2 separate regions of the Hordeum vulgare genome follow, and region 1 is linked to region 2. The links are chromatin contacts, called in public Hi-C maps. All regions are on one chromosome and are shown on one strand. Each heading gives the region's core, a stretch centred on a gene start, on an enhancer-like site or on the middle of the called end of the contact. The rest is flanking DNA. Distances are from core to core; before and after follow the strand shown. Region 1 holds the start of LOC123396579 (cysteine protease XCP1-like). Region 2 holds the start of LOC123400070 (scarecrow-like protein 9).

Region 1 (3,494 bases), core at 448-2,947, 400 kb after region 2:
CTCTGGAGTTTCAGACATATTCTCTCCATTTTTAAATATAAGTCTTTTAAAAAAATTCACTATAAACTATATGCTCAACAGAAACTGGGAAACAAATTTTATTATTTCAGTCCATGTTCGTCGTTTTAACCGAATTAAAGGAACTCTTGAGATAAGAAAAAAAGTGAAAGAAAAAGCAGGGAAATGCAAAGATCGGGAACAAGGACTCTCAAGGATGGTTCAAATCTTCAATCCTCTGGATGGATGCAGCATCTGAGCTTGGAGCATCAGTTGTCCTTGGTTGGGTAGGAGGCCATCTTGTTGATGCCGCAGAGGCCCTCGCCGTTGCTGGTGCCCCTCTTCATCCTGATGTAACCCTTCTCGCCCCACTGGGCGCCCCACGAGTTCCTCACGATGATGTAGTCGTGGCCCTTCCCCTTGTCCGACCCGTACCCGACCGCCGCCACGCCGTGATCTAGCTGCGCGCCGCATGGACCGTCGAAAACTCCCTGCAACAACCAAGAAATGGTGTCATATCGCAGCTTCTTTCCAAAAGAAATGGTGTTTTCTTTTCCGTTGCTAGAATAGAAAGACGATATGCATGCTTACCCCGCTGTAGAACTGGAAGTGCCTGCCGGAGGCCTCGATGGCCACGGACACGGGCTGGTGGGCGAGAGCCTTGATCAGCGCCTGCTCGTCATTGGCCGGCACATCCTCGTAGCCGCTGATCGTCACCGCCTCCGACTCGGCCTTCTTGCCGTCGCCGCAGCTGCCTTCCTCCATGAGGTAGGGGTACGCCTCCTCGGTGTGCAGCCCGCCACTGGACGCGATGTAGGAGAAGGCGTAGTCCATCAAGCCGCCATTGCAGCCGCTGTTGCCATCGACGCTGCAGTCGATGAGCTCCTGCTCCGACAGCGCGGTCAGGTTGCCTGTCACGATGGCGTTGATCCCTTCCACCGCCGCCACCGTCGAGAAGGCCCAACAGCTGCCGCACTGCCCCTGGTTCTTCACCTCTGTCACCGCGCCCTTCTTCCTCCAGTCCACAGACTTGGGCAGGTCGCTGGCGCTCACGTCCTCGTACCTGAAGCTCCGGCTGCTGCCCCGGCGAGCCGGAGCGGCATCGAGGCCGAGGTAGGCGGCCTTGAACTCGTCATGGGTGAGGTCGGCAAACTCGTTGAGGCCGAGCCAGTAGCTGGTCACTTCCCGGTTGATCTTGTCGATGTGCTTCAGGTTGTCCTTGAACACCTCGAACCTGTGCAGCTTCTCCTCGAAGCTCGCGTACGCCTTCTGGTGTTTGGCCAGCCACTTCTCAAACAGCTCGACGAGTCTTTCGTTGGACGACAGGTCCTCCTCCGAGTAGCCAACAATGGAGAAGTCACTGTTGCGGGCCACACACGCGCCGACGCAGAGGAGGAGAAGAGCACCCGAAAGCTTCATCAGATGCTGAGGAGAAGCCATGCTTGATGCCAGGAATGCAAGTGTTGGCGGTCAGTTAGTTGCAGGATGGAGGACAGGATGCATGTATTTGTAGTCTCAATTTGGGCATGCCATTGAATTGCTTCAAAGCAAAGTCAAATGGAGAGAAGATAAGATGCACCATTGAGTGTTTTTTCTGGATCATGCCAAGGCTTTAAGCTTTGATCTCTGACGGCGAGACTTGGCTTCCAAGCATGTATGCTAGGTTCAGAGTGAGCATCTCTTTCTGTTTGTGGTGCCTGCAAGAAAGTTCAGACGAAATCTTAGTGCCTCTGGACCTCACTGAAAGCAAAATCTTAGTGCATATACCTAAAGAAGAAGAAGGTACATACAACCTGATGGGTGAACTATCAGTGTCAAGAGGTTGTCATGAGTCTTTTCCAGGGAAATGCTTCTTGTCACAGCAAGCTGAAAATAGTGAAGTACAATGTTTTCTACTATATGTGTTCACCGAGAAAATTGGCTATTTGCCATTTTCGATATGGGGCTTCGTAAAATTGCCACTTTTAACATTGAATTCGTAAAAATGCCACCCAACTCGTGTGCATTTTGATTAAGAAGCCATTTCGCCTTTTTTCATTGATTTTATTTTTCTTTTCCATTTTCTGACACCTGAAAGAACCAAAGTATCCCTGGTGATATCTACTGCTATCTTCACGTATTTAGCATCATATAAGAGCGCTTAAAGCGGATGAGTTCGTGCTTGCCGCATCCCTGATCGCCTGCACGTCTTGCTTCAATCGCTGGACACCGCCGACCGCCACTGTTGCTAACCCACGCCTCCACACACCATCATGGCTCGCCATCTTAGCTGGAGCATGCCCATGTGAGGTACCACCGGTCGCCGCAGTTGCTAGCCCACGCCTGCGCGCAGCATCGCGGCTCGCCGCCCTAGCTTGACCATGCCTGTGTGAGCAACCGCTGCTCGCCCTTGTCGAGCTGATGCCTGCACCCTGCAGCTCGTCGGCGGTGCTCGCCCTTGTCGCGTTCATGCTTGCAGCTTGCCGTCGGTGCTAGTCCACGTTTGCACGGGCCGGTGCAACCTGGCAGATGCCTGTGCGCGAGCCACCGCCTCTCGCCGCTGCTGCTCGTCCACACCTATATGCGCGCCAGCGCAGCTTGCCCTTTTGGCGTGTTGGCGGCAGCAGTTGCAGGAGGAGACGGATGCGTGCGTGCAAGTTGTGAAGACAGATAATGCAAGCAATCTGACGACAAGGATGTGCTAGCCACCAGCAATCCATCCAAACCAGGCCACAAACACATCGAGTAAGGCTGTAAGATCTAAGGGCATTTTGGTCCTTTCAGCTGCCAGAAAATGGAAAAGAAAAGAAAAATAAATAGGAAAAGGAAGAATGGCATGTTAATCAAGGTGCCCACGAGCTGGGTGGCATTTTTCCGAAGCCAATGTTGACAGTGGCAGTTTTGCGAAGCCCGGTTTTGAAAATGGCAAATAACCGATTTTCTCTGCGTTCACCAGATTGTTTCAGAAAAGTACCGTGGTCGTGTGTGCCTTTCCTTAAAAAAACATGTACCTTTTGAAAGAAAGTAAGGAAATGTTATCTCTTGGTGATTACACTTGCTACTTGGAGTAAAAGAGGGGCATCATGCTCATCATACTCTGTCATGTGCATACAGTGACATCATTTCGTGACATATACTTATTTCTCTTTTTAGACCACAGAAAAGCCAAAGCAAGCTAATGCATGTAAGTTTTTTTTTGTTGGTTGCTTTTAGCTTTGCAGGAACATTTTTCTTTCATGCACAATGCTGTACTATAAACATTCAGGAAAAGGCATAAACTGATCTTCTGCTGATATTAGTTTGCTGTCAAGCAGTTCAACATGTGTATATCTATACCCTTGGTTATCTATCACGACATCTATACTATGGGTAAACTTTCTTGTGGATCCGCTGATGATCCGCTTGGGTGCCAGATCTTCATGAATTGGTGTAGTGATTGTATGAATATGAATTTCAATATGGATTTGTAGTGCGACTACGACTTGTTGCTTATGTATGTGTGATCTTGGATTTGTAGT
Region 2 (3,656 bases), core at 946-3,445:
AGAGACGCCTAATGAGGCATGGCCATTGGAGGCCAAAATAAATGCCGAAGTCGATGATGTGCACCTTCGATGCATTTTTTGTCATGCTCAAGATTGTTTGATTGGAGAGGAAATGTGAGAGCCTCTTGAATGGGCATGCTGCAAAGTAAAGATGGTACGCCTTAAGCATGTCGGACGCGGTTGTCCGCTTTGCTACAAGCCTATGGTACTGCTGGCTCCCTGTGCCAGCCAAGCGAGCCTCGAGACCCTGTGCAAAGCAAAATGCCAGCCTCTGGCTGCCATCCCCATTTACCTTAGAATGCTGTTTTATTTGCTTCAGCAACTCATTAGCAGTTCGGCGGTCATCAGCCGCCACTGCCTGTGCACAGTGGATGAGGATGGTCCTAAGGTCCACCACATCATTTTTTGTCGGCTTCCTGCCCCGTGTCTTCACCCCAGTTGTTCCTTTGGTTTGAATGACCTGAGAATTCTTGGAAGCTTCGCTGCGCATCTTTTCTCGCAGCACTGTAGCCTTCTTTTCAGTTTGACGAAACAAATCGTCAAACATCTCAACCCAATCATCAGGCTCATCGGAACAGAATGCAGACTGTTTAATGTTCCGTCCTTCTATCAAGTCAAGATCTTCACTCTGTCTGTTTTTCTTGGCCTTCAAGACCTCTGTCTTGCTGACATTGAAAGGAATGTCTTTCACTGCTTCTTGAGGCTTTGAGACACCAGCAGCTTCTAAATCAATCACTAGCTTATGACCACCAGGGAGAAACTTCTGTGCTTCCTCAACACCTCTCCTGAAATCCCAAGTTGGAAGGCTCTCGAACAAATACTCGGGGATCCTGCCGTTGGTGATCAAAGGATCTTCTAGTGAGTCTGCTGCATCAGAAACAGCACTTGATGGGACAACCAGTGGCTGAGAAGATCGGCCACACAAGCCCCGATGAGCTTGCAGCTGCTCAGAGTGTCCAACGTCATGGCACTGGTAGCTATGAACAGAACCACCGACGCTGCAGCTAGTAGCCACACTGGACGAGGACTGGGCCTGACCACTGCTGCTGCTCTCGCTGGGGCTGTCCAGGGACCAACGCATGAGCGTGCGGTCAGGGGACGGCGGGAACTTGTGCCCAAGTATGTCATAGAAGGGCTTTGCGGTGGCACGGAGTGTGGCTGACTCCTCCTGGTACACGCTGACCTTCTCATCAATGTCCTCCTCCATGAGCATCCGGCTGATATAGTTGAGCGACTCGTCCGAGATGAACTCCCAGTCTTCGGGGTTGTCAGTCTCTGTGTTGGTGGCCCTGGAGAGGGTGGCGACGGGAGCATTGGGACCGGGTTCCGCGGCCACATGGGGCGAGATCACCGGCTGCGGATCGTTGAACATGAAGTACTCTGGTGCTCCGCAGAACTGAATCATTGAGTGGATCAGTGAGCCTGAAATGGTCTGGTGCTCCACAGAACCTGCCAAACATGATGGAATTCTTCAGTCAGAGAGAAGATGGCAAGTGGTTGATCGAGTTCGGGGTGAAGCATCTATTTGATTCCTGAGCAGAAAATAACAGGAAGGGAACGCACTAGAGCGCTGCACTTGAGAAGTGAAATCTGCTGGTATCACATGACGCGCATGGCAAGGGCAAGCAACAAACGACTGGAAATACCAATACAAACAGGTAGGAGTATATGACTTCGCAGGCTGGCGGCGACGACAGGCGGGCGGATCACGGGCTGACGCTGGCGAGGTGGGCTCACCTGAAGGCTTCGATCCTTGGCGTGGTGGGCGGTGGCGGAGGGACCTCGCGGCTGCGAGGCCGAGGCCGAGGCCGGTGAGGTCCTGCGCGGGCGGGGCGGCGTGCGCGAGATCCCGGGGAGGCTGCGGGGTGGATGTCATCGCCTGCCCGCACGCGCCGCCGCAGCCGGGCCTCCGGTCGCCGCGCGGGATCGGCGGGGGGGAGGAGAGAGAGAGAGAGGAAGGGAGGGAAGGTTTGATTGGGGGCGGGGATCAAGTGTGCGCGGCTGAGCGGAGGGATTCCTTTCCTTGCTCCTTTTGCTCAGTTCCCCAGCGGCGAGGTCTCTTGGGAGTTGGACCCGTCCCGGAGCTAGTAGTAAAAGGAAAAGAAATCTCGTCCCGTGATGGTGGCTGGCTAAGTACTACTCCTACAGTAGTAAAAGATAATCGAGGTCTCAGAGATTTCCAGAACCTCGATGATGGTGGCTCCCTCTCCCTCTGCATGTGAGCATTTTTCTTCTTTTCAGCAACGCCGAATGCGACGCCCCCTCTGCATTACGCTTGATTATTGTTATTATTCGCATACACCTCACTACACTACCAAGCAAGAGTTGGAGAAACACCCTCGGGCTTGTTGGGAAATACATTCTGGCACGTGTGCTGATGGACTGCTGGTGGCGACGTGGAGCCGGGTCTTGGTGGAGAAACTCGCACGGACCTACACCGCCGTCCAATCGCGCCATCTGAAATATTGAAAAGTCTGTCAATTCGAAACAATATACATGATGCTATTGTCCTAATACATTGTATACTTCTTCTTCTACGTCCCTACTTTCTTCTTTTCTTTTGTCTTCCTGTTCAGCCTTCTTTGGTTTACAGGAATTTTATAGGATATGATTTTTTGAAGAAAAAAAATTAAGATCCTTTGGTTCATAGAAATGCATTCATATTCCTACATAGGATTTGTTGAGTAAATAGGTAATTTTTTGAGTAGATTAATCCACGAGATAATAACTAGTATGGTGTTGACTATACTAATGACATAGTGATCATGAACTAATCTAGCACATACTACGCATATAGTTGATACATCTATGCATGCAAGTAGCATTGTTATGATCGAAACGAACACGAGTGGATAAATAGGTTATACCCTCGAGCCGGCCACTTGACCGTAGCAGCAACGTTGACGGCGGCAGCATCATCTGACGCCTTCTTCTCAGCTTCAAGGGTGAGACGATCGGCCTCAGATGGTTCAGCCATGGCGATGATGAGGATGACATGGATGTAGAGGAAGCAGATGGACGGAGGCGAGCAGTCGCGTGATCGCTCCCCAGAAACCTAATCGCCCCTCTCCCGTACAGGAACCGGAGAGGCAGGGTTTCGGAGGCCTGCACTCCCGTCGACCGTGTATGCGGTGAACGGGACGGAGTCGCCGGCGGCAGCGGCAGCAAAGGAACGAGCGCGTGAGGCAGATGTGATCTGATTCTCGTGACGGCTAGGGTTGGCGTTAGCCCTGCTTATATAGGCGGCCGGGTGGAGAGACGTGGGCTAAACCCACGTCCGAGTCGGTAACAGCCCACGATCCGACGTCTCAGATCGTGGCGCATCCGTTACGTATTCTCCGTTCCTGACCGGCAAAAATAAGCGCGTAGGTATGAGCTCGGCTCATTCCCGCAACCCGCGGCGCGGCGCGGCGCGGCGGTGATACGTCCCCAACGTATCTATAATTTTTTACGGTTCCATGCTATTATCTTGTCAACTTAGAATGTTTTATATGCATGAATATGCTATTTTATATCTTTTTGGGACTAACCTATTAACTCAGTGCCAAGTGCCAGTTTCTGTTTTTTTTCGTGTTTTTGACCTTTTTCAGAGAAGAATATCAAAGGAGTCCAAATGGAATAAAACTTTTGCGATGATTTTTTTTGGACCAGAAGAG

What was found. Hi-C and Micro-C count contacts between places; a contact is called where the count stands out from the background.
Region 1: a contact with region 2 is called in a Hi-C map of seedling, with 6 times the contacts expected there. The contact joins the promoter of LOC123396579 here to the promoter of LOC123400070 in region 2. A contact is called at or near these places in 4 of 6 Hi-C or Micro-C datasets (leaf and seedling) and 1 of 1 datasets of contacts at active chromatin or transcription factors (embryo).

The regions. Positions count from the first base shown.
Region 1 is chr5H:310,798,882-310,802,375 of MorexV3_pseudomolecules_assembly, forward strand. It overlaps LOC123396579 (cysteine protease XCP1-like), which reads right to left and starts at 1,698. Exons shown (of 2, transcript XM_045091476.1): 1 at 589-1,698; 2 at 83-488. The coding sequence starts at 1,437. The coding sequence ends at 267.
Region 2 is chr5H:310,393,720-310,397,375 of MorexV3_pseudomolecules_assembly, forward strand. LOC123400070 (scarecrow-like protein 9) reads right to left here and starts at 2,196. Exons shown (of 3, transcript XM_045094468.1): 1 at 1,738-2,196; 2 at 1-1,449. The coding sequence starts at 1,876.